Linked DNA regions of Mus musculus: regions 2, 3 and 4 are each linked to region 1. Evidence: chromatin contacts called from public HiChIP or PLAC-seq data. All regions are on one chromosome and are shown on one strand. The core of a region is the stretch at or near the end of the contact, and the rest is flanking DNA. Distances in the headings are between cores, read along the strand shown.

Evidence for each region. HiChIP or PLAC-seq counts read pairs in DNA pulled down with a chosen protein or histone mark.
Region 2: a FOXA1 HiChIP or PLAC-seq map of pancreatic cancer cells shows a contact between it and region 1. The contact joins two enhancer-like sites. A contact is called at or near these places in 1 of 484 Hi-C or Micro-C datasets (embryonic stem cells) and 3 of 115 datasets of contacts at active chromatin or transcription factors (embryonic stem cells, pancreatic cancer cells and vascular smooth muscle cells).
Region 3: a FOXA1 HiChIP or PLAC-seq map of pancreatic cancer cells shows a contact between it and region 1. The contact joins two enhancer-like sites. A contact is called at or near these places in 27 of 484 Hi-C or Micro-C datasets (DN2 thymocytes, the HL-1 cell line, LSK cells and 17 more) and 1 of 115 datasets of contacts at active chromatin or transcription factors (pancreatic cancer cells).
Region 4: a contact with region 1 is called in a FOXA1 HiChIP or PLAC-seq map of pancreatic cancer cells. The contact joins two enhancer-like sites. A contact is called at or near these places in 4 of 484 Hi-C or Micro-C datasets (cerebral cortex, liver and uterus) and 2 of 115 datasets of contacts at active chromatin or transcription factors (a colorectal cancer cell line and pancreatic cancer cells).

Annotation. Positions count from the first base shown.
Region 1 is chr15:55,002,077-55,008,511 of GRCm38.p6, reverse strand. No RefSeq gene overlaps it. Among named protein-coding and RNA genes, the nearest start is that of Gm2491, 18 kb to the right of the region's middle. Within about 2 kb of position 1,626, at least 16 of the 459 cell types and tissues checked have an H3K27ac peak or open chromatin away from gene starts, as enhancers often do. A contact at or near this core is called in pancreatic cancer cells, where this site is marked.
Region 2 is chr15:54,805,051-54,811,471 of GRCm38.p6, reverse strand. No RefSeq gene overlaps it. Among named protein-coding and RNA genes, the nearest start is that of Ccn3, 62 kb to the right of the region's middle. Within about 2 kb of position 1,866, at least 52 of the 459 cell types and tissues checked have an H3K27ac peak or open chromatin away from gene starts, as enhancers often do. A contact at or near this core is called in pancreatic cancer cells, where this site is marked.
Region 3 is chr15:54,763,889-54,770,370 of GRCm38.p6, reverse strand. It overlaps the pseudogene Gm7577. Among named protein-coding and RNA genes, the nearest start is that of Ccn3, 21 kb to the right of the region's middle. Within about 2 kb of position 1,845, at least 58 of the 459 cell types and tissues checked have an H3K27ac peak or open chromatin away from gene starts, as enhancers often do. A contact at or near this core is called in pancreatic cancer cells, where this site is marked.
Region 4 is chr15:54,843,419-54,849,750 of GRCm38.p6, reverse strand. Enpp2 (ectonucleotide pyrophosphatase/phosphodiesterase 2) reads left to right here. Exons shown (of 25, transcript NM_015744.4): 21 at 1,441-1,576; 22 at 2,425-2,502; 23 at 3,806-3,938; 24 at 5,216-5,372. Among named protein-coding and RNA genes, the nearest start is that of Enpp2, 74 kb to the left of the region's middle. Within about 2 kb of position 2,425, at least 23 of the 459 cell types and tissues checked have an H3K27ac peak or open chromatin away from gene starts, as enhancers often do. A contact at or near this core is called in pancreatic cancer cells, where this site is marked.

The sequences.
Region 1 (6,435 bases), core at 377-2,876:
TTTTATTTCCAGAATAGCACATCGCCTCCTACTTCTTCATAGATTATAATCTGGAAGAAAAATTTAATCAGCCAAATTAATTCTAATTAACAAACTGTAGGAGTGTTCAGAAGGCATCCGCACGTACTATACAATCACTTTGACAGTCTTGCTCCTCCTTGGGGCTGCTGCAGCCCGTGCGCCCAGCACTCTCTAGTCACTAAAGGAGACATCAGCACTGGTGCACAGCCTATGTCACGTGACCTTAAAGAAGCAGGAGCCCAGACTCCTCCCGGACTATTGGCTCTTTCCTCTTTGAGAGCACTTGGCTTGGAATGTAGACTCCACTCAGACACCTGCGTTGGTGGGGCCCTTTCAGGTTTCAAGTAACCATCATTTCTTCCTTCTTCCTTTCCCTTTGTTCTTCCTGTCTGTTCTTTCCTTCTTCCACTTGTTTATTCTACGTGTATGAGTGTTTTACCCACATGTCGGGTATGTGGACCACAACCCTGTGTGCAGTACCCAGAAAGGCCAGAAGAGGGTATTGGAGCCCTTGGAACCAAAATCAACTAAAATTCAAGCCACTGGCACCCTCTGAAGTGGAAGATTTTCTTGGTCTGATTATGTGAAGCAGGCAGACCCAGCCATCAGTGTGGACAGCATCTTCTGCTGGCAGCCTAAATGAACGGACATGGAAGAGAGACATGTGCTTCTTGGCCTAGTTGGCCTCACTGTAGCTGGGAGTCCCTCTACTCTGTTGCTACAGTGTCATTTCGTGTTTGTTACCTCCTCCAGTTTCCAATGTAGAGGGAGACCAGCATTTTTCCTGAGATCAGCCAGGTCTGTAGGGCCAGACTGGGATTGTTAAGACATCCAGCCTCATGTCCGGCCTCACTGAGCAAAGTCTGGATTCTCAGTCTCTTCAGTGTGAAAAAGCCTTACTGGACTACTGCGACTGTGTCCTGGAAGCCAGCCTAATTAATTGCCCTTTAACACATGTATTCAGTCGATCAGTTCTCTTCCTTTAGAGCCATTATGTGAGAGCAAGGATTGGAACCCATCTCCTCTGCAGGAGCAGTCGGTGCTCTTAACAACCAAGTCATCTCTCCAGCCCTCATAGAACGTTTATGAAAACTCACACTTTTCCAGTGGTCAGGAAAACGCTGTCCTCAATTGCGTATATCCACTATAGTTTTCTTATATGTCGATTCCTTGGTTACTGTGGTGTTATGTGAAACATTGGTGAATTAACACTGCCATTCGTTTACTTATACAATCGTCTTTCTTGCTTGGTTCGAGAATTGCAAGCTTATATGGCAGTGGCTCACAGTTCCCGGACTGGATTTCTTCTCATTTTCTCACATTCAATCACTGAAAAGTATCCTCCAGAGGGAGGGCTTTTTTTATTTTTATTTTTAATTTCTCCCCAGTGGTTCCTATACCAGACAACCTGGTAATTATATATGTTAGATACCATGGGGGTGGCAGAGACGGGAAGGGTTCCCACAAGTTGGAGGAGTCAGAAATTAAAAAAAATTTTTTTTGTTATTTCTCAAGATAAACTTTTACACCAAAACATGTTACTTGGGTGTGTAAAGGGCCCTTCCCATTTGATCATGAGTCACCACACCATTACCCTGTTTATGAGGCGCACTCACCCTTAACCATTTAGCCACCATGCTCACTGCACTTAAGCATTGTCTCTGCATGCACTGAGTTGAACGTGAAAGTAGAAGCTGGTTTTACCAGCTAAAGAGCCACGCAGAGATCAAGTCCTGGAAGACAGGGGGCTTGGGCTCTGCTTCCCAGTTCTGTGATTATCTTGTTCTGTGGCCTGAAAGAAATCCCCCCAATCTCAACGGGGGCCCAACTCTGAAAAATGGAAAAATAAATAAGATTGTTTCAAGGTGTCTCAGCGGCTGCCAAGCTGCTAGCGCTATTTCTGTTGTGACTGATGGTAAAAGTCTTTACTTTGGGTCTTAAAGACAGCCTTGTGTGGTTTTAGTTCAGTTTTTGAAAAAAGACATCTCCAGTAGTCTGCATATACTCTGAAAGTACGGACAAGGTATTGAATAGTTAGCTGGGTAAGTTTCTGAAGTACTATAAACTGTTTTCATATCTTTTGAACCCATCGACCTCCCTCCCCGCTACCAAGACCGCCTCACATTGTGGCTGCCCCTCAGCTGCTGTGAGTTCTAGGTCCTTTTCAGTCTTCACAATCATCAGAAGTCACAGAGATTTGATAGACAGCAACCCATGGCTGGTGGAGGGGCATCCACCCGTGAGTCTACCGCCCTGCTTTCAAGGAGCCTGGGCCTAGCAGTAGATGGTGCGCATGCGCGTGCCACTCGCACTGGACCCTGTAGTCTGAACCCGATCATAAACCAATGAGACATCAGGGCAGATCATGTTGGGGGTACAGAGATCTTTCTCTGTTTCTCTGTTCATCTGTTCATCTGTTTCTCTGTTTCTCTGTTGGGTGTACAGAGATCTTTCTCAGTTTCTCTGTTCGAGCCACAGTTCTGTGCTTTGATAATTTTCAAGTGACGATTTCCTTTCCTTTCTGTCAGTGTTTGACAGGGTCTCCCTTTGTAGCACCGGCTGGCCAGCAATCCACCGTATGGACTAAGCTGGCCTCAAAGTCACTGCCATTCTCCTTCATCTGCCTTCTGAGGGTTGGACTCTCAGTCAGTGACACATACCTGGCTTTAGTGAAGTTTTGTTTATTCTTTTGAGACAGGCTTTCCCTAGGTATTCCAAGAGCTTTGGGCTTTTGATTTTCCTGCCTCAGTTTTCCTCCTACCATAATCGCCCTCCTGTAGGGACCATAGGCATGTGCCACTGAACATGAGGAGTCAGATGATGTTTAAGTATTTACTTAGTTATTAATTTTGTTTGTGTGTGTGTGTGTGTGTGTGTGTGTGTGTGTGTGAGAGAGAGAGAGAGAGAGTAGGCATGTTTGTGGAGGAGTCTTTTCTCTGGGGAGAAGATCAATAGATCATCAGGCTGGTGAGTTGGGGCTTTAATCTCTCCAGCTCTAGTGGGAAATTCTTAACTGTATACATCTTAAAGCTTCTATGTCCTGCCTCCCATATCAGAGGACATTCTTAAAAAACACTGTAGCCGAGCGTGGTGGCACACGCCTTTAATCCCAGCACTCGGGAGGCAGAGGCAGGCGGATTTCTGAGTTCGAGGCTAGCCTGGTCTACAGAGTGAGTTCCAGGACAGCCAGGGCTATACAGAGAAACCCTGTCTCGAAAAACCAAAAAATAAAAAAATAAAAATAAATAAATTAAAATAAAATTTAAAAAAAAGGGGGGGGGCTGATGAGATGGCTCAATGGGTAAGAGCACCCGACTGCTCTTCCGAAGGTCCGGAGTTCAAATCCCAGCAACCACATGGTGGCTCACAACCATCTATAATGAGATCTGATGCCCTCTTCTGGAGTGTCTGAAGACAGCTACAGTGTACTTACATATAACCAATAAATAAATCTTAAAAAAAAAAAAAACAAAAAACAAAAAAAAACAAAAACACTGTGTCCAGAAATTGAGTCTAAGAGACAACAATGCCTGATCATGTGAGCCATAGACACTGTGAAGGTGGCTTCTTGACACCTAAATACAGTCTTTGACTTTGAGAGGAAACGTGCCAGCTCTACTTTAGGTTAAGAGTCCTCGAGTGAAATGGTGGCCATGGCCATAAGTAGTTGGCTGGTTAGCTGGTTGTTGTCACAGTTGATTTTTTGATGTTCCTTCTTGGCCAGGTGCGAGCTGATGGGCCACCTGAGCTTCCCAGGTCCCCATGCGGCCCCTGCATTGCAGAAGCAGCTGCGTCTTCAGGGAGCTTATCTTCCTTCCGCTCTGGCAGAAGTGAACGCTCTGCCCCTTTTGTGGCCGAGCAAAGAGAGGTGGAGGCATGTGTTCTACATTTCTATTAATGTAATACAGGCTTGTTCTGGCATTGATTAAAAATCTGCTCTCCAGATACTTCTGTGCACGGTCATTTTATGCAGAGTTCTTTCATATGGCGTTTGCAGACGTCGTCCCACGTTCCTTACACCTTGCAAACGCGGGCGGACGGGTCCTTCCATGCGGTGGTGGGCGGGTCCTTCCATGTGGTGGTGGGCGTGGAGGAGCTTTACTCCTTGAAACTCATACTTCATATGAAAGTTGTGCTTCTCATTAGTAATGGTGACTTTTGAATGGGAAATAGAGATGTCTCTATCCTGGCTGGCGAAAGCTTTGGACGTCTTTGGAATATCTTCCTTTGAGGGGATAGTTCACACATCAGGATTTGATTCCTGTGCAGTTATTTTCCACTCTGAGAGGAGGAGCCAACTATTACCCTAAAAGGTCAGTATTTGGTTTCTGTACTTAATTGAACAATTGAGTTTCGTGCCTATTTTTCTTTAACTGCAAAGTTTTATTTTCAATAAAGATGTCTTTCACTTCAAGTGGATGTTTGGTGCTCAAAAACACCGAAGAGTACTAGAATTGACCATCTCTTTACTCTTGCTACACAGATACCCTTTAATAGTAAGAGTAATTAAATGAAAACTTAAGAGGCCTCATGTTCTACCCCTCAGCTTTTTAAACAAGAAAAATCTTATAAAGCATCACTCTTAGGAGTCTTCTCTCTCTCTCTCTCTCTCTCTCTCTCTCTCTCTCTTTCTCTCTCTGTGGTGTGTGTCTGTTTGTTTCTCTGTCTATTTGTTTCTCTGTCCTGAGGATTGAAGGTCACACTCATGCGAAGCAAGTTCTGTACTTGTCAACAGCATCATAGCCTCTTTGAATTTTCTTTTCATATGGGTTTAAAGTCACTCCACACCTCGGTCACATCATAGCCTTTTGATCTTTCTGTCTCAGTTTCCTAAGTAGCTGAGAGCACGGGCCTACAACAACAGGCCTGGCTTTCTGTGCACTTTGGCTTAGAAAGTTGACATTTTATGTACCTTGGAGGTTCAGTGGAAACTCGATTGCACGGGTTCAGACCCATCCTCTACCACTGGCTGAACTGTCAATGAACATTACCTAAGTGGTCTATTCTCCTGATGCCTCATCTTTACCTGCACATCGGGGACAATGGCTATGACGACGGCAACGATGGCGACAGTAGTGATGTAACTTTTGGGATTTGCTGTTTTAGGGATCCCTGGGAAGGTATGAAGAGATTTGCAGACCCACTGCCCGGTGCCACAGCCATCACTGCTGCAAATGTGAGAGTACAACCATTTGAACTTTCTGTACATTGTTCCAAGAACGTACAGTGAGCTAACAGATATTTATTCAACAAAGCCCATGTATGCATGATCTCCATTAAGCATCAGTGGCTCTTAATTAAAATTCCACACAGGCAGATATGGCCAAGAGACAGGGTGACCTGGGCTTCAGTCAGGGGATGCAGTATCTCCTGGTGGAGATATTTCAAATCCCCTCCAACCTTAATTCACAGAGGTTCACTGCTTTCCTGATTAGTGTGGACAGGAGATCGGGGGGGGGGGGGGCTACCTTGATCCAATCCCCTCTCATAAGTAAGAGAACTATTCAGATCTGTGCTCTTAAGCAGAGGTGTTCCTCCAAGAGAGACAGGACACTGTCTAGTAGCCTCAGTGTCAGAGAGGAAAAGAAGCCAGGAGGGTCAGAGGATGTAATGTTCTCATCTCAGAAAACAGAGTTCTTTGACACAGTAAGGAAACGTTCACGTCTTTCTCTAAAACAGTGAAGAACTGGTAAGAAATGAAGAGGGAAACTGCAATGTTTGTGAGTGACAAGTTAAAACTCTAGGCCAGCTAATCTACTAGTCAGGACTAGGGGAAAGATAATGATTAGGGACATTTCCTAAAGTAGAGGCGAAAAAAAAATACCTTGCTTGAATTTAATTAGGTCAAATTGTGGTGCAATTTATGTCCTAGGGAATTGTTGGAAAGAAGAGAACAGTCATCAGGCCGTGTTGGTGGGGCTCGACAGCTGGGCTGTGATGTAATAGGGAAGAAGAAACAAAGTCAGGGAAAGAGACAAAGAGGTCTACTAAAGACGCCACCATCCCAGGGCAGCAGCCAATGCCAAAGGCTTTACACAGTGGACTCATAGCCAGGAGCAGCATCGTGTCTGTGAACACACAAAGGACGGGAATACCAGAAGGGGGGTGGGGAATAACCCGAACAGGAGAAGATGCCTGAAAAATGGTGGTTGACAGTATACTTACTGACTTTGATGAGTCAAATTTAGATGAGTCAAAACCTCAATGCATTGTAAGAGTAAAATCAAAAGTCTGACAAAGTGGTACATCACATTAAAAACGTTTAAAGAAAAGACAAGAAGAGGACCAAAGAGTTAAGGGTGCTTGCTGCCAGCCTGATGGCCTGAGTTCAATCCCTGGGAGCCACACAGTAGACGGAGAGGACTGGCTCCCACAGTTGTCCTGTGGTCACTGTATATGGGCAATAGCACATAC
Region 2 (6,421 bases), core at 617-3,116, 200 kb after region 1:
CGTGGGCAAGGGCACCATGATTGCTGAGCAAATATGGACAAGTAGCATTGATTGTTGTCCGAGTTCCCCACTGTGTTCCTTGGAGTCTTTAGTTTCCATTGCCATCTGTGATATTAGGACATTTTGTCTATTTTATCATGAGTCCAAACCGGATATTTCTCACTGTAGAAAAAGCCTTCTTACTGAGCAAAACTCTAATTCAGTTGGTAATCCCTAATATACCAAGGACGCATAGGTGCATAGACAGCATGGACTTGGACTGAAGGTTCATGTGGTCCAGGCCAATCTCAGAAGAGCTCTTCATAATCCCATGGTAGAATTATTATCAAAAGAAGCAGGCATTGTAGAGCGAAGGTCTCTGTGTCAGTGCAGTTCCCCGACATCGTTTAGATGCACTCACAAAACTCCATGAGAGATCTACAAATACCTTAGCGTGGAAGGCAAAGACGTTGCCTGGCAAACCGCAGGCCACTGCCAAGGCCACTACAAGCTGTTGCTTGTTCCTTGTTGACTCTCCTAACATTCTCCTTGCAACAAGAGAGTAATAAATCTCTTGCTGGTTGTCAGATGTTAGTGAGTGTTATGTTTGTTTAAATAAACCCATCGAAGAGCAAGGTTAATGTGTAGCATCTGGAAGGCAAGGAATAGGCTAATTGCTGAGGAGCCAGGAAAGGGTTGAGAGAAGAAGTCAGAGGTCAAGTGTGTCCCAGGGAGCAAGAATGAATAGAGTGGGGCCTTTCCTTGCAATCTGGGGTTGAGGTAATGTTAGTTAAATACTAAACTCCCCTTCCAGCTAGGGCCTCTCTTGGTTAGGTGGGAAATTACTCATTAAAGGGACACACTTTAAACAGTGCCGTTGGGTCTCACACACACCTGAACAGACACCAGCTAATACTTTAGAACAAAGCTCCATTCCATTACTATTATAATCTACACAGTACCTTCTGTGTACCAGCCACTGGGCTTTGTACTGCATGCATGTTTTCCATTCTCTTGTTTATTTTTCTAGTAGTCCTGTATCAGATACCAGGCTCATGTTTATATGTTATCATTTTAAGTTTCCTATTAGTTCTATGTAACCATGGGGTTCACTATGACATTTTCATACATGGCTGTAGTGCATTTTGTCATCTCTGTGTCCTCCCATTATTCTCCTGTCCCCCTCCTGCTCATCTCTTTCTTTCTCAACTAGACCTTCTTTCACATTCTTGTCTTTTCTACACGTTTGTTTTCTTCACCTTCTTAGTTGTGCCTTAGTGTAGCTTTCATGGTATTCATTTCAGAGATGAAGACATCTTTTTGTCATATCCCATGGGAACTCAGCCCCATCTTTGGTTCTGTAGCCCAGACTTTTGCAACTGCATTCTACAGATGGAGTAAGACATCCATCCAAGATCTGTGCACAAGATAGATACATTTTTTTTTTTTCTGCTCAGGGCTGGTCCTTGTCCTTTTGAGGTTAACAACAACCAATGTGTTTCTTTACCACATGTCCCTGGTTACCAAAGTCAGATGCAGAACCTTGGGCTGCCCTGCAATTTGATCTGGCCCCACTGTGAGATCTTTCCTATCCTTCTGTTCTTTGGTCTCACAGTTTACAAAACAACACTACATCAATCCAGTTTATGCTGGCTCGAGTTCTAAGAGAAAGTACATTGCCTGACATGCAGAGTAGAGAGAAGATAAGAAAGTTAGGTTAAAAACAAACTTTGTGAGAGCTTTGTTTTGTCACAAGGGACCTAGTCACATGGCACCTTAAAATAATCCAAGTCATAGAAATGAAGAGTGGTTTTAAGGGCGTGCAGTATGAATCACCCATGCTCTATAGAGAGCTTTAAAGTAAAGCTGAAAGTGGCTTGCATGGTCATTCTTCACTCAGGAGTGGTACCAACACTCCTGACGTGGAGCCTATCCAGTGGGATGAGCCAAGTGTCAGGGACTCCACACTTCTCTGCCAGCCAGTCACCTAGTAGTTCTCCCAAGCTTGGGGTTTTCCTGATTCCGAGCTAAAGTTTTCCTTTGTCCCATTTTATCTTATTTTTCCTCCTTTATACCCTTGGGTCTCTGACTCATTCTGGCTTTAGAAGTTTCCATTCTTTCAAAAACTCTGGAAGTTTTCGGGACTTTTTCCATTGGAATTTCCCTAGCGTCCATCAGTGCTGTCCTAAATGGTCATTACATCTTCATCTGCTTCTGTGTTGGGGACCAGAAGAGTGAAGCCTAGAGTCTAGAGCCCTAAAAGAGCCTGGCTGAGCTTTCTTTACAGCTCCCCTTTCATAATTGCAATTTCTTGTTTGCATGCATGTGTATACAGGTGTGTGTGTGTGTGTGTGTGTGTGTGTGTGTGTGTGTACACATGTAGAAGTTGGAAGTGAATTTCAGTCATTACCCACGCACTCATCTTTGACTCAGAGCCTTTACTTGTCTCTAACCTATCAGGTAATGGAGGCTCCTGTCTCTACTCCCCAGAACTGGAATTACAAGCAGGTGACAAAGCACCTAATATATTCATGGTGCGTGTGTGTGTGTGTGTGTGTGTGTGGGGGGGGTCATACTTAACAGCTTACTGGCTGACTTTTCTCTTCAGCTCCTAGTATTTTTTTTTTTTTTTTTTTTTTTTTAGTGTTGTGATTCTCAGGGCTGAGAAATAGCTCAGTGCATAAAGAACTTGTCTCAAAAGCATGAAGAGCCTGAACTTACATCCAAAACTCAGTAGGCATTGTAGATCTAGGCACTTGTAATTCTAGATTTTGAGAGGAAGAGATGGAGAATCCCTAGGCCCGGCTGGCTAGCTCAATTAGCTGGAAAAACCAAGTTCCAGGCTCAGCAAGAGAACTAAGTAAATTCAGTAGATATCAACCAGGAAAACACACACACACACACACACACACACACACACACACACATACTCGCACAAGAGCACAAAAAAGGGTTGGGATAAATATATGCTAATAATGGAGAAGGATGAATGCCTATCTCAAGGCTCTCAACTTACTTGGCAACATACATTCTGTCCTACGCATTTATAACTTCCTTGAATCTGATTCCTTTAGTAGGAAAGAGTTGCAATCTCTGAATAATTAAGTTACTCTCTCTTTTTAACCTGCAATCTCAGTTCTCAAAAAACTTCACATAACATTGCCACTGCACAATGCACCTTATTCTAATCCTGTCACCTCCAGTACTACCTGACATATTACAATGAGAATGTGTGTTCTAGCAGAAGTAAATCATTCTAAAAATTAGGAAGCAGCTCTCAGAGTAAGACGCAGGTGAAGAATCTCGAAGGAAATGAGGGGTGAGACTGAGCATAGGTAGCACACACACGTATGAAGCTGAGTCTAAATCTAGTAGGACTTAACACGAGTTACTTAGGGTCTTGGCTATTCAGCTTCTGTGGTGGGGAAATGAGGATAACAGATCTCTTTTTGTGGTTGTCAAGTAGTACAGCGTTTAGTCCATTGGCAATGAAGAACTGTTGCCTGTCCCTTTCTTTATCTGGGGCAGGGTTCTGGAGGTAAGAGAGAAGAAAAGAAAGGCATTAGTGCTCCATTCTGTGTCATTTCTCTTCCTGGCTTTGCTGTCTTAACCACACTTGTTTGCTGGAACAGGAAAAATTTCAACTTCAATAGTCAGTCTCCACTTAGTGCCTATGCTGGTCCTGGGATAAATCGTAAGGGCGCTTGGGCAGGCAGTATTGCGGACAATCCTGTGCTGGGAATGGCCCGTGGACATTTGTTACTCTCTCATCTCCAGCATCTGAATGGGACTCCCACTTGGTTTCCTGAGTGAATTCCAATTACTTTGTAGAGACCAGAATCTCCTGTCAATACTGTACCTGCCTTCTTATAGAAGCAGAGCCCAAGTGGTAGCCTGGACTTTAGAGTTTATTCGCCATCTTCATTATTTTAACCTACTGTCTAAATGTCCTTGATTCAGAAGGCCTTGATGTCTGTACAGTTCTGACTAATCACATCCCATGAGTATGCTTTACTTATGGTGTTGATATGAAATGCCCTTTAAAAGGAGCATGCACTGAAAGTGTGGACCTCAGCTGGTAGTTCCAGGTATTGCCACATTATTTTTATCATGAGACCTATGATATTCACGATGAGTGAATCCTTTGATGGATCACAAGACAGCATGTTGGGACATGATGAAAACCAGAAGGACCAGAAGGTAGGGCCATGTTAGAGAAGGTAGGTCAAGAGACATACAGCCTGGAAAAATATACCATGTCCAAAAGTTTTCCTGTCCCTCCTTAGCTTCTGGTCTATTATGAGATGAACTGCTTTGCCCTCCTATACTTTCCCCATCATGATGTTTGGTCCCAAAAGCAATTGAGCCAAATGAGTATGGAACAAAATCTCTACAACTATGTGCCCAAATAAATCTCCCTATTTAACCCTTTTAAATCATTTTACATGGGTATTTGCATACATATCTAATATAACATACATGATACAGCATTAGTGATGAGCCAAGTTTAAGTAGATGCTGACTTTTTGAAGTCTATATCAATATAGCAACTATGTTTATGTCTATATCACCATGTCAGTCTAAACACACACACACACACACACACACACACACACACCAGCCTAGTGTCTAAACTCTTGTCTGAAAACCCTCTTCTGCATGACTCGATGAGTGTCAGGACCTTAGTCTCCTGATAAGGAAGACTGCCATTGAATGCCTTCTTATCCTCAGCCTTGGCAGCCTTGGCAGGCTTGCAAGCCTTGGCATCAGATTATGGCCTTATTGGAGAACAGTACTACACAGTCACAGGGAGTGGGTCAGAATTCATTCCTGAAGCACCTAGTGTTTCCAGGTCAAAACAAACAAACAAACAAACAAACAAAACCAACAAAACCAAAAAGCAACCCAGACCAATCTTAGCTCTAGATCGTAGCTGAGAGTCTAGACAACAGCTGACTTTGCTATCCCTGTCCAGTTTTGAACTTGTTTCTTGGGCCTGTCTATTACTTTCCAGAGGGAGTACGTTCATTTTCTTTTTCATAAATCCTGTACTTACACGAGGGAGTTTTCTTACATCTACAGAACCTGACTCAGCAGATTCTGCCTGAATCGGTGCCACTCAGCTCCAATCATGCTGCCACCAACTACTGGATTAGTTGTTGACTGTTCATTGTGGCCTTGGCCTCCAGGAAGGACTAAGTTGTGTTTCCAATGGCTTAAACAAGAGATTGACTCCAGGCAGAGTGTCTCTGCAGTCTTTCTTGAAAGCCTGAAGCAGGATTACATCAGGGGACTGCTTCCAGATTAGGAACAATTTTCACCAGGGGATCAAATGAACTACTAAGGTAGAAACAAGCAAACCAAGTAACAGTACCAAAGCGCACCACCTCTATTGACTTTAGTGTGCATTTTTTTTTTTTTTTGGCTGGGATGAGGTTAATTTATTTGGTAGACTGCTCAACTGGTATGTATAGTTGTATGTATTGATTGACCCTCAGCACCTCAAGCTAGGCATGGTGGTCCTTTCCTGTAATCTCTGCACTCCAGGGTAGAGTCAGAAAGTCTAAAAGTTCAAGGCTAGCCTCTGCTATATGGCAGGTTTAAGATCAACACATATTATGGCGGAGCATCTCTCAAAAAAAAATTGCTGTTGTTCCCAGCTAGTGATTCAGCCACAGGTCAGAATCGTCCACAAAGCAGTCCTCCACACTGAAGCCTTCAGGCTGAGTCGCCTGCATGGCTTTTCTCTGCTTTTCATTTGGAAATAAGCCTTTCTCTCCAGTTTTCCAAGCCTGTATGTCTGGCCACGTTCTTGGCGCACTATTTGATCACAGCTTAGAAATTTTAACCTGCCTGAAAAACACTGGGGATGGATTTTCCAGGAATCCTAACTTAGACTTGAAAACAATGTTTGATCTTGGAAATACTTTCTTTTCTCTTTTTGTCCACTGTCGCGCACAAAAGTTATCTCAGTATGCTGGTGTGTGTGTGTGTGTGTGTGTGTGTGTGTGTGTGTGTGTGTGTGTGTGTATGTGTGTGTGTGTTCTCTTATGGCATTTGGAGACTGGAAAAGCAATTTCAATTGATTTGGGGCAGGAAAGTGCCTGCGTCTTTGGTCTGGAAAGTTTTGCCCTTGGTCTGATTGTTTCCAGATGTGATGGGCAAACTCATTATTGATAATGTGGAAAAATTGGCAAAGTATTAGACATTGCAGTAGCGTGGACCCCTTATGTGGACTGAATCTGGTTCTTCAACATCTGTGCTTCCCACTTCCTCCTCAGTCACTCATGTTTTTAACCAATTTCTCTCACATCTTTATAGGTGATGGCTCCTGAGTGCCCACTACCCATGTGAGGCACTGCTTAAATGATTTCTGGACTTCATTTATCCAAAGTGCTAGAAAGCTAAGGTGGGTATAATTGCTATCTCCATTTTAAAGACA
Region 3 (6,482 bases), core at 596-3,095, 240 kb after region 1:
CCAGCACCATCTCATTAGATTCGGAGAAAGCATTTGACAAAAATCCAACACCCATTCATGATAAAAGTCTTGGAAAGATCAGGAATTCAAGGCCCATACCTAAACATGATAAAAGCAATCTACCGCAAACCAGTAGCCAACATCAAAGTAAATGGTGAGAAGCTGGAAGCAATCCCACTAAAATCAGGGACTAGACAAGGGTGCCCACTTTCTCCCTACCTATTCAACATTGTACTTGAAGTCCTAGCCAGAGCAATTTGACAACAAAAGGAGATCAACGGGATATAAATTGGAAAGGAAGAAGTCAAAATATCTCTTTTTGCAGATGATAGGATAGTATATATAAGTGACCCTAAAAATTCCACCAGAGAACTCCTAAACCTGATAAACAGCTTCGGTGAAGTAGCTGGATATAAAATTAACTCAAACAAGTCAATGGCCTTTCTGTACACAAAGGATAAACAGGCTGAGAAAGAAATTAGGGAAACAACACCCTTCTCAATAGTCACAAATAATATAAAATACCTTGGTGTGACTCTAACTAAGGAAGTGAAAGTTCTGTATGATAAGAACTTCATGTCTCTGAAGAAAGAAATTAAAGAAGATCTCAGAAGATGGAAAGACCTCCCATGCTCATGGATTGGCAGGATCAACATTGTAAAAATGACTATCTTGCCAAAAGCAATCTACAGATTCAATGCAATCCCCATCAAAATTCCAATTCAATTCTTCAACGAACTAGAAAGGGCAATCTGCAAATTCATCTGGAATAACAAAAAACCTAGGATAGCAAAAACTCTGCTCAAGGAAAAAAAAAAAAAAACCTCCTGTGGAATCTCCATGCCTGACCTAAAGCTGTACTACAGAGCAATTGTGATAAAAACTGCAAGGTACTGGTATGACCCCATTTTCTAATGTCATCACACTGTGGGATCAGGTTTTAATATTTGAGTTCGAGGAGTTGCAAAATCAGCAACTTAGTGTGCTATTGTCACAGTGTGGTCCTTAGCACGGTGCCTGGGACAAATTCAATAGCTGCCACATTACAAATAGCATGTTGATATTATGTTTTTTCACAGTGATGCTCCAACTTTCTTGAATGTGGGGTATTCAGAGGGCACAATTGCATATGCAAGTTGAAAGAAGAGAGATTCAAACTTCCCTTGCTAGGTTTGGAGGCCATTTCTTGAGGAATGAATCTGGCCTACTGCCTGTTTCTATTATTGCTGGCTGAGAAGATGACCAAGGTGGAAAGGTGTTTCCCTAGTAAGCATGCAATCTCAATTTGATCTCCAGCCCCCGCCCCCCCGCCATTTTTAAAAAAGGTGTCAGACATGAGAGCATATACTTATAATCTCAGTGCTGGGATGATGGAGACAGGTCAGGCCTTCTCAACCAGTACCTGGCTAGTCTTAAAGGTAGTGCCCAAGGAACAGCATTCGTGATTGTCCTCTGGACTCTACATGCATGTACACACACACACATACGCACACGCACATGCAGAAATATGTTACTGGAACCCATCTACTCTTGTTGACAAAAGTTCTACCCCTGGTTTTGCATGGTAACAGCAAAACTGAGTAGTTTCAAAAGACAGCATGTGGCCTACAGGGTCTAAAATATTTCCTGTCAGGCCTTTATAGGGAAGGTTAGTGTGTTCACCAATGTCCTTTCATGTTTTCCTCACGTTTACTGTGTGGGTTGTTGATCATTACAAGAGGATTAGACTTTAAAATTACTAAAAATGTTTCTAGTAAAAATAAAATGAAACAGAACAGCATGACCACTGGGTGTCTCTCTTCCCTAAATTTCACAAAAGCCAATGCTGAACCAGCCTTCAGCCAACTGGGGCTGTGACATACCAGACAAATATTGACAGTTGCTAAGGCAACTGGGGTAAAGTATTGGCCAGGGGATAATATAGGCGCCAATTGTGCATGCCATGTTTCTCACATAGGGGAGATACAAAGAGAAAAAAACGAACGAAAAAAACATGTTTGGAGCCCTCTCTTCAACTGTGGCTGAGGAGTAAGTCACAGCTGATGTTTATCTTAAGCCCTGTCCTCTTCAGTCAATTTCTCTTGAACTTAACACTTTAGGGACTTGGGGATTCTTAAGTCAGCTACAGTGCATCACAAGAGGGAACGTTTTCTAAGCAGCACTTCCTTTGTCCAGTTGTGTCTGAAATTTACTTTTCTAAATTATAATGGTAACTGAATTTTTGGTCTGTCTGATTTGGTCGCATGGATGGTTTCTGTAGTAATTCTTTTCATTGCTATTTGTTCTATGCCCTGCTCCTAAAAGGATGCAAAGAGGTGGGGACAGCTGAGTACTACCTTAAGTGAAGTGTGAAGGTCCCAGATACACCAGCTTAGGAGAATATGGGGAGATTATAGGACAATTAGAGGAGCACTATGGAAAGTGGTATCTTTTCCTACTTCAGCTTCCATCTTTTTAGTCTCATGTTCCATGTCTGGAGTAAAGTCAGGACCTGCTGAGAGTTTTCAGTCGGAGAAGGTTAGCTGTGGAGAGGATCAGTTTCCAGAGAGGAAGATCAAGGCTAGTCCCTCATCCTCTCCACTATCCTGCTTGGTACTGGCTGTAAACAAAATGTTGAGTGTTCTAAAGCACCCTGGGTGAATCTAGGCTTTCCTTTCAAGAAGAGTTGGAAGGGCCTTGGGTTGACATTCAGGTTCTCACATCTGCCCCTTGACCAACTTCCTCCTTCTTCCAAGAATTTTTTAAGTAGAGAATCTGATTCAAAGTAACTCATACTTGGATTGTACAGGTCAGTGGGGGGAGTCAGGACTAGTAATATGTAGAGGCTATGGTCTTCCCAGGCTCAGATCCTGTATACAGTCACTCTTTGACCAAGTCATTGTTTTCCTCTCAAGGATTCTGTTTTTCCTCATAGTTATCAGGGGTTGATTACGAAGCTTCACAAGGTAGAGTCACTTGTGTTCCAGTCTGATCTCCAATGTCAAGAAGTCCTTCTCGCTTTAGTATGGTGACTTTCTGGAATGAAATACTACCAACTGCATATCTTCAGCCGTGGGGTGGAGCATGCATTAGTCATTTTTCTCTTGCTGTGATAAAAATGCCACAATCAGGAGCAGCTTTTTGATCCAACAGTGTGTTTTGGTTTATGTTTTCAGAGGGATAAGAGCTCATCTTGGCATGGCAGCATATGGTAGGAACAGGAACCTCAGAGATCATAACTCAGTAGCAAACAGGAAGCCAAGAGGAAACAAGATGGCGTGAGCCTACAAACTCACAAAGCCCATTTCCTGTGAGGTACTTCTTCCAGAACAAGTCCATGTCTGAAAAGTTCTGTAATTCCTCCAAGTGGTGCTACTGACTGGAGAATTGCTCAAATACATGAACCTATAGGAGACATTCCTCATTTTAACCATTGCATCCCACCACACAGCCTCATAGGCACATGGCCAGCTCATAGTGCTAAATGTGTCTAGTCTGACATCAAAACTCCCTATAGTCTTTAATAGTTCCAATACTGTCTAAAAGTTCCAAAGTTTCCCCATTCCCAAGATCCCAACATGGTACAAACTATTTCTGGCTATAAAATATCCTAAAAGAATTCCTGCCACCTCCAAGGCTGCTGGCACTCCAGACTCACCTAAGGATTTGAGTCCATGTTAGACCTAGCAGTATTGTATACCTGTCTGTCTGTCTGTCTGTCTGTCTGTTCGTCTACCTGCCTGTTCCAGAAAGATGTTGTGGGCAGGGGCTCAGATCTTTATTATTTGCTTTTAGAACAATTAATTCATTTTATTTTTGCTTCCTATAACATGATGTGAAACATTTTTTTAATCTCTTAAGCTTTTTCATTGGGTAAACATTAGTCTTTTATCATTATGTTAATTCAAGAATCTCATCAATGACACTATGGACATTATGGGGACAGATAGTTTTCTTCTGTGGAGGGACATTCAGATTCATATCTGAGCTCTACCCACTAATGCCAGTGACAGCTTCACATTGTTATGATCAAAATTGTCTTCAGATAGAACCATATGACAGTTTGGAAGTGTAATCATCTTGGCTTGATTATTATGGAATAGTAAGACCTCAACCATGTCCCCTTTGGATTATCCTCAGTTAGAAATAAAGTTTCAGATGCCAATGGAAGAAAGGGTAGATATTTGACTATCTAAATTGCAAACATCCCTTTATTTTTATCTCTCCAAGATTGAAAAGGTCAGGGATTACAATTAGGGGTAGGTAAACTGCTTGTCACACAATCATGCTGACCGGAATTTGATCCCCAGCACCCAAGTGAAATCACCAGGTATTTCAGTAAGGCCCTTGTCTTAGGGTTTTACAGCTGTGAACAGATACTACGATCAAGACAACTCTTATAGAGGGCAACATTTAATTGGGGATTGCTTAAAGGTTCAGAGGTCTAGTCGATTATCATCAAGGTAGGATCATGGCAATCATGGTGCTGGAGGAGCTGAGAGTTCTACATCTTCATCAAAAGGAAGCCAGGAGCAGACTGTTATCAGGTAACTAGGAGAAGGGTCTGAAAGCTCACCCCTACAGTGACATATTTCCTCCAATAAGGCCACGCCTAGTCCAACAAGGTCACATGTCCTAATAGTGCCACTCCATGGGCCAAGCATATTCAAACCACCACATCCCTTTAGTACCAATACTGAGGAAGCTGAGTCAAGAGGATATCTGAAGTTTAACAGCCACTTGGTGTAGCCAAATCAATAAGTTTCAGGTTCACTGAAAGACCTTATCTCAGGCAATAAGTTGAAGGCTCTTTGCTCCTCCTTGTTCCAGAGATAGCTGCATCTTCTCATGCAGTGCCAGCCTCTGCCCTTAGACATGATGGTGAAGGTCAGAGTGAATGCATTAAGCTATGTTGGGTGCCTGGTTTCCAGGGCTGCCAGCTTACCTGGTAAAGTGGAGATTGTTGCAATCAATGACCCCCTTCACTGACTTCAACTACATGGTCTACATGTTCCAGTATGGCTTTATCCATGGCAAGTTCAACAGTATAGTCAAGACTGAGAATGAGAAACTTGTCATCAATGGGAAGCACATTACTATCTTCCAGGAGTGAGATCCTGCTAACATCAAATGGGGTAATGCTGGTGATGAATATGTCATGGTGTCTACTGGTGTCTTCACCATGGAGAATGTTGGGACCCCATAGAAGGGAGGGGTCTAAAGAGTTCTCATCTGATGCCCCTTCTTCTGATGCCCACATGTTTGTGATGGGTGTGAACCACGAGAAGTAAGCTTGTCAGCAATCCTTCCTGCACCATCAACTGCTTAGCTCCCCTGGCCAAGGTTATCCATGATAACTTTGGCATTGTGGAAGGACTCATGATCATAATCTATGCTGTCACTGCTACTAGAAGACTGGGGATGGACCTTCTGGAAAGCTGTGGTGTGACTGGTATTGGGCTGCCCAGAACATCATCTTTGCATCCACTGGTGCTGCCAAGGCTGTATGTAGGCAAGGTCATCCCAGAGCTGAATGGGAAGCTCGCTATCATGGCATTCTCTGTTCCTATCCCAGTGTGTCTGTTGTGGATCTGACATTCCACTTGGAGAAGGCTGCCAAGTTTGATGACATCAAGAAGGTGGTGAAGCAGGCATGGGCAGGCCCACTGAAGGGCATCCTGGGCTATACTGAGGTTGTCTCCTGTGACTTTAACAGTGACTTCTACTCTTCCACCTTTGATGCTGGGGCTGGCATTCTTCTCAACTACAACGTTGTAAAGCTCATTTCCTGGTACGCCAATGAATACTCTATAGCAACATGATGGTGAACCTTATGACCTACATGGCCTCCAAGGATTAACATGTCCTGGACCATCCACCCTAGCAGGAACATAAGATCAAAAGAGAGGCCATGGGCTGCTGAGGAGTTTCTGTTCCAATTCAGCTCCCAGCATTGAGCATCTCCCTCACAGTTCCCATTCCAGAACTCCGTAATGATGGGGGAGGCCTCTAGATCTCTACTCTCTTGAATATCATCGATAAAGTTTGCTGAGCCCACAAAACCAAAAATATAAAAATTAGTTGGAAAGTGATAGAAGAGGCGGATAGCAGTTGTATCACTGGTATCAGCCTCTTGCTTCTTGCACCCCCTTCCAGCCCCCACTCCCACCAACATTCTAGAAATAAAAAAATACTGATAAAATTATGAGTCCCTCATCTGCATGGGATGCTTGTACTCTCCCGGAGAGTGAAGCATGTTCAGCATGTCCTCTGAGCATGCCCAAACTTTGCCGTCTCTAATTGTCTCCAGTGAGTAAGATTGGCCCTGTGAGTATGGGGCACATGGAACTGATTATGGTGTGGCATCTAGGAAAATCCTACATCTGACATTTGTCTTCTAGAAAACCATCAACCTGTCCACTGGCCCTACAGACTGCCCAGATTTTGAGTCTCTTCTGAAGGGCTGAGAAATTCCATTTTCCCCACTGGACAGGAGGGGCTGG
Region 4 (6,332 bases), core at 1,176-3,675, 160 kb after region 1:
TGTCAGTCTTGGAGGAAGTACTTCTTCCTGCTTCATTGCGAGGCATTTTAAACTGCACTCAGTTTTCTGACTGTTCTCCTGTAATCCGTTGAAGGGAACATACTGATGCTTTTAGGTTTTGTTTTTTTCTTACTTTGTTCCCATTCTGCCCAATACTTCCAGAGACTACCAAGGTTTGTTTGTGTGTTTTAATGGATATTAATTTTTAGAGAAATTTGGATTTAGTGAAATGAGAGCGTCCCAGATACATATCCCCTCAGCCTGAATTAGCATTTTCTTTGTATTTTCTTTAATTTTTCAAAAGTTACTGAGAATTAAAAATAATTCTTAGATTTATTTAGTTTATGTGTAAGTGCCTTGCCTGCATATATGTATGTATATGCTTCATATTCCTTAGAAATAATAGAACATAGGATTCCTTGGAACTGGATTTATGCATGGTTGCGAATCACCAAATGGGTTCTAGGAAGTGAACCCAGGTCTTCAGCAAGAGCAGCAAGTGCTCTAAACTGCTGAGCCCTCTCTAGCCCTCTGTTTGTATTTTAATAAAAAAAAAAAAAGGCAGCCCAGCACTTGGGAGGCAGAGGCAGGCAGATTTCTGAGTTCGAGATCAGCTTGGTCTACAAGGTGAGTTCCAGGACAGCCAGGGCTACACAGAGAAACCCTGTCTCGAAAAACAAAACAAACAAACAAACAACAAAAAAAAGGCTTTAACTGGAGTTTCAGCTTCATGAGGATGAGATACAAAGCTATAGGTCAGAAATTAGAATAATTTATTTGGTAGTCTTAATATATATTATCCATATTATATATATCAAATATATGTTCTTAGAGATAGATATATTTTCAATTCGTAAATGTAAATAACAAACTACTTCCCTAACAACCTTGTTTATTCCTGTGTGTGTATACCTGCAAGTTTGTGTGTGTGTGTGCGTGCGCGCGTGCATATATAGTTATATATGCTAAAAAGGGATTTGTGTGTGTACATGCATGTGTTTGTATGTGTGTATATACCTGGTTCCTCAGGAAAGCCATGCACCTCCCCCCCTCCCCCATACACTTCTTCTTTTTTTTTTTTTTTTTTTTTTTGAGCCAGGTTCTCACACTGGCTTGGAGTTTGCTAAGTAGGCTAGGCTGGGTGGATAACCAACAGCAGAGGTCAGCCTGTCTATGCTTCCTCAGCATTGTACAGTAGGAGTTCCACTTTATGTATTGTTTAACTTCAGACATTGGTAAAGAGATTCAACTGCAGGAAACTAAGAGTTTGAAACTTATTGGCTTATTGTACTTAAAATGAAGGGCTCTAAAAAAGAAGTTAGAACTATGATACGCTAGTGAGTTTGGGTTTGCTGTTCAAAGTAGATGCTCTAGCTTTGCTGAAGTCATTTGGTCTCATCTCTGGAATAGCATCACTGAGTGTCTTTACTCCCCATGCAGGCTGAGGTCTCTAGCATCCCAGAGCACCTGACCAACTGTGTTCGCCCTGATGTCCGTGTATCTCCTGGATTCAGTCAGAACTGTTTAGCCTATAAAAATGATAAACAGATGTCCTATGGATTCCTTTTTCCTCCCTGTAAGTTGCAGCATGTTGGGCTGTGATCACTCTGTGTGTGTGTGTGTGTGTGTGTGTGTGTGTGTGTGTGTGTACCTTTGCAGAGTGGGAGGTATATTCTGGGGTTTGAAGCTTGTTGCTTAGGACTTCAGGGTTTCAGGGTTTCTTCATGGGGAAGCACTTGTGAGGCTGTGAGATTATCCCCCAAGTAAGCCTGAAAATAGCCAGATTTCAAATATCCTGCTCTTCCGGGAAAGTCTAGACAGGGGAACCTTGTTTTCCTCCACATTGTTAAAGGGAATCTGTAAGAAATAGTAAGTTATTAGGCGATTAGTTCTTTCTTAAGACAGGTGTTTCGTTTGACGGTTCCATATGGTTATATGAGTGTCATTTTTTTTATCCCCCTTGGTCTCTTTCACCTTGTCCCCTGCTGGGGTCCTTCTCACCCCGTTCTGCTCCTGTTTCCATGTCCTCAATTTTTTTGTGTGTGGCCCATTGAGTTTAATAAGAGTCATTTGCCTGAGTGTGGGAGGGAGGCTATTAAGTGGCACAGTCCTGCAGAGGTGATTTCCTGAGAACAATTATGCCTCATTATCTTAATGACATTTTTTAAGAGTCTAGGTTATAATAATGAAATCAAAGAACTACAGACTGAACTAGGTAGGAAGAAGTGGGCTGTAAATACTTCCTGAGAGCCGTTGAGGGACGCAAAGGGACTGAGTGGGACTGTTTAAAGAAGCTGATAGGGGGAAATAAAAGAATAGATCTGCCAGCTTCAAACTCTTTGGGTTGGCCTAAAACACTGAGTTTCCTGTTCATGTTGAGATTGGTAAGCAATGACTCAGTTTGCTCTCCCACCTGATGTTTAGATCTGAGCTCTTCCCCAGAAGCGAAATATGATGCATTCCTTGTAACCAACATGGTTCCAATGTACCCTGCCTTCAAACGTAAGTACGCTATTTACCCAATAAACTGTTTCTTAGAAGATAAATATTTTAAATTCGCCACTTACCTTTTTTACCCCCGTGCTGATTTTAATAATACCTTACAAATGTTCAGCTTATAAGTTGTGAAGATATTGCATATAAATTCTCTGTAGATGACCTACCTGGGCGGGAAGCCAGTGAGTCATCTAGCCCTTGCTCATAATTAGGAAATTGCCCTCATAAGAAGTGACCCAGGTCATGAAGTGGTAGAGCCAAACTAAACCACAGTTGCATTTTTTCTACCCTGCAGTTCTTTCTATTTTAATGCTTATTATTTTATGAGGGAGTCTTACTGAATTCTAGAGGTCACTTGCTACTTCCAAACATCCATATTTATTTATTGAACATGTCTGCAAAGGCCACGAGCACCCTTCTGCTTTAGGGTGCTTATGTTTTCTGAATATTGACCCTAAGATCCAGAAGAAGATTATGAATATTCTTCTTTATCGGAATATTAATTCAAATGATTTTAGGGTCATGCAAATTATTATTTTAACTTCTTTGAACATATAATAATTTGTTTTCAGAATAAGTATCCTTGGTTGATAGTGATTCTGTGAATTGAATAAGCACCATAAATTCTGGTCCTCAAAACCAAGTTCTAGTCCCTGGACTGTGACCATTGGCTAAGCAATTAAAAAAAAGTTTCCATTCTTTTTTCCCCGTACTGTGCATGAGACTCAGATTCTCAGACACATTAGACATATATACCCTACACCACTTAGCTATATCCTTAGCCTCTCACCCCTTCTGAGATGTTATTCCATGCAGCCAGAGCTGCCTTTGAGCTTTCTATGAAGCTGAGAATCATCTCAAAATCCTATGGGCTTTACCTCCTGGCTGCTGGGTACAGTTGTTTGCTACTACATGCAGTTGATGTGGTGCTGTGGTGAAGCCCAGACTTCGTATTTAATTTTGTCTAATGGCTAAGATACTCCTGCTCACACTGTAACTATCTGGCATGCTCTGCCCCCACTTCTCCACCTGGGACATATGGGTTCATTCTGCTTTCACATCTTGGCTCTTTAACCTCCCCTGGGAACTTTCCCTGACTCACTGGCTTACGCTTCCTACCTCCCTTGCAATGCCCCCTCTCTTTTATCTTCCCTTTTGCAAGTTCACAGTGCACCACACAGAGAACAGGTTCTGATGAGTCACAGCGGCTCTTAGCTTCTGACATTGCACTTGAAGAAGGCATCCTGCAGAGAGTTTGTCTGAACCAAGTGTATCTGGGCAGGAAGAATTGATTTGTTTCTTTGCACAGGTGTTTGGACTTATTTCCAAAGGGTCTTGGTGAAGAAATATGCGTCAGAAAGGAATGGGGTCAACGTAATAAGTGGACCGATCTTTGACTACAATTACAATGGCTTACGTGACATTGAGGATGAAATTAAACAGTGAGCTTTTTTCCCCCTGTTCTGTGTGAGATGCCTAAATTCTAGGATACCAGTCAATGATTCTCATGTGCTAGAACAGTTCATACTCTTAAATATCTTTTCTTTGAATTTCATCTAAAATCTTTAGTTGTTTTCCATCTTTGGTTGACTATGGCTTTAGAAGTTAGAATGAAAATTTGAGGTTTGTGATATACACGTTTCCATCTTATGATAAAATGTATCAGTAATTTTTTGAAATGACCATTTATTCTTCAACAACTCTTCAGTAGAGAACTTGTGATTTTAATTCATTTTCATTATTTTTAGAGACTTTTGGAGTCTTTCCTACGTTCTGAGCCAGTATGTCTTATTAGAAAGTTGCATATAGACTTTGGTTGACTCTCGTTATCGCTCTCCCCTTGGTGCTATTTGGGATACAAAAAGATAGGGCAAATGCTGTGTATATAAGGAGTATGTAGTCTAGTGCATTTATATATGCACAAATAAACAGAGATCAGCACAGTGTTCAAATAACAAAGATACTTGAGGAATAAAGTGCTACTTTGAAATACAGATAATTTTCAGTATTTTCAGTAATTCAAAAGAAATTTCATCTTAAGTATATATTTATTGTTGATCATTTTGGTACTTTTTAAACAAAATTAAGCTCACTCATTATTTCAAGATTAAAAATGATTAAAATTATAATAACACCAAGTTTCCTGAGGAATTTAAATGTGTGAACTTTACTCTACTGAAGAAAGCTCATTTAACGGCCTTGAGCTCATCCCCAGCTCTCAGCTATTAGTGATTTCTTTATACCAAATTCAAGATCTCAGTGTAGAATAAAAGTGTTCTTTTTCCTCTATACCCAGTGTCTTGTGATTCTAGACCAATTTCTATATCTATGATAGTGATCTTTCTGAAACACAAATCTAATATGATGCTCCACATTCCCCAAAGCTTCCATGGAATAGCTCCTAAGTTCCATATCCTGGTACCCTCAAACCATCACAATTTGTCTTTCATTGACTCTTCCAGCTCTTTGCTAGTTAGTATTATCCTAGTCACCATTGGGTGCCTCCAACTCTTCAATCCAGCCACTTGATTTTCTGGGGATATCTTTTTCTTCCCACCTGGCTGAGGCAGGTAGACAATTCCAGGCATAGAGACAACTATCAACTATGTTTAAAGATATAACAGGGGGCTAACAGAGTGTCTTAGACACAAGAGATGGGTAAGCAGTTTTAAGAGAATGTTTGGTGTGCCTTGTAACGTTATTTCCTTTCCTGACTCAGGTATGTGGAAGGCAGCTCTATTCCTGTCCCTACCCACTACTACAGCATCATCACCAGCTGCCTGGACTTCACTCAGCCTGCAGACAAGTGTGATGGTCCTCTCTCTGTGTCTTCTTTCATCCTTCCTCACCGACCTGACAATGATGAGAGCTGTAATGTGAGTTCAGAGATGCATTTTCATACTTAGCTTCTTAACTTATGTCCCCAGCATTGAACCAAATACATTATAAACCATTGGGAGCAGCCAGCTGAATGGAAAGGCGAAACAACCTAAGCAAAACTTTATTGAATCCATAGGGACCTGGTATCCTATAATAATAATAATTCTGTATTTATCATTCTCTTTCTCTCTCTCTCTCTGTCTGTCTCTATGTCTCTCTCTCTCTCTGTGTTTGTATGTGTTGCATGTGCGTATATGTGTATATATTTAACACAGTTATATTTATATGTTCAATTTTGACAAATGATAAAGTACCTCAATGTTTTCAGCTTCACAAAAAGAAAATCACAACATTTTGATAATAGTTAGGGTACAATAAGAGTTCAGAGGAAATTATTGTATTAATTTCTTCTTTTGTGGATGCTTGAAAATACTCACAACAAAAGCTTATAAAAACAGACACACACATACATACATGTAGCACTTATTAGTCAGGTTATCTTTGGCTACTGGTTATGGGAACTGTGATAGCCATTCCAAAGCACAGAAGAACATTTACTGTCACGTGGATAGAGGTGGGAGGCAGAATGGTTTAATGAAAAGGCCCTTAGCAGGGACAAGAGAGATGGCTCTGTGGTTGTGAGCACTGCTTGCTCTTCTGGAGGACCAGAGTTCAATTCTCAGCACCAACATAATGGCTCACAACCGTCTGGAACTAATCCCAGGGATTCCAATGCACTCTTCTGGCCTCTGTGGATACTAGGCATGCACACAATGCACACATATCGATGCAACCAAACTAGCTAGACTTATAAAATAATTAAAATATATTAAATTTAAATAGGAAAAAGTCCTTAACAATAAGACAGGAGCCGTGCTGTGTGTACAGAGTTAAAACTCAGGGAGAATTTATATAATCTCTACATGTACCTATATTTTGATGGGAACTCTCTGACG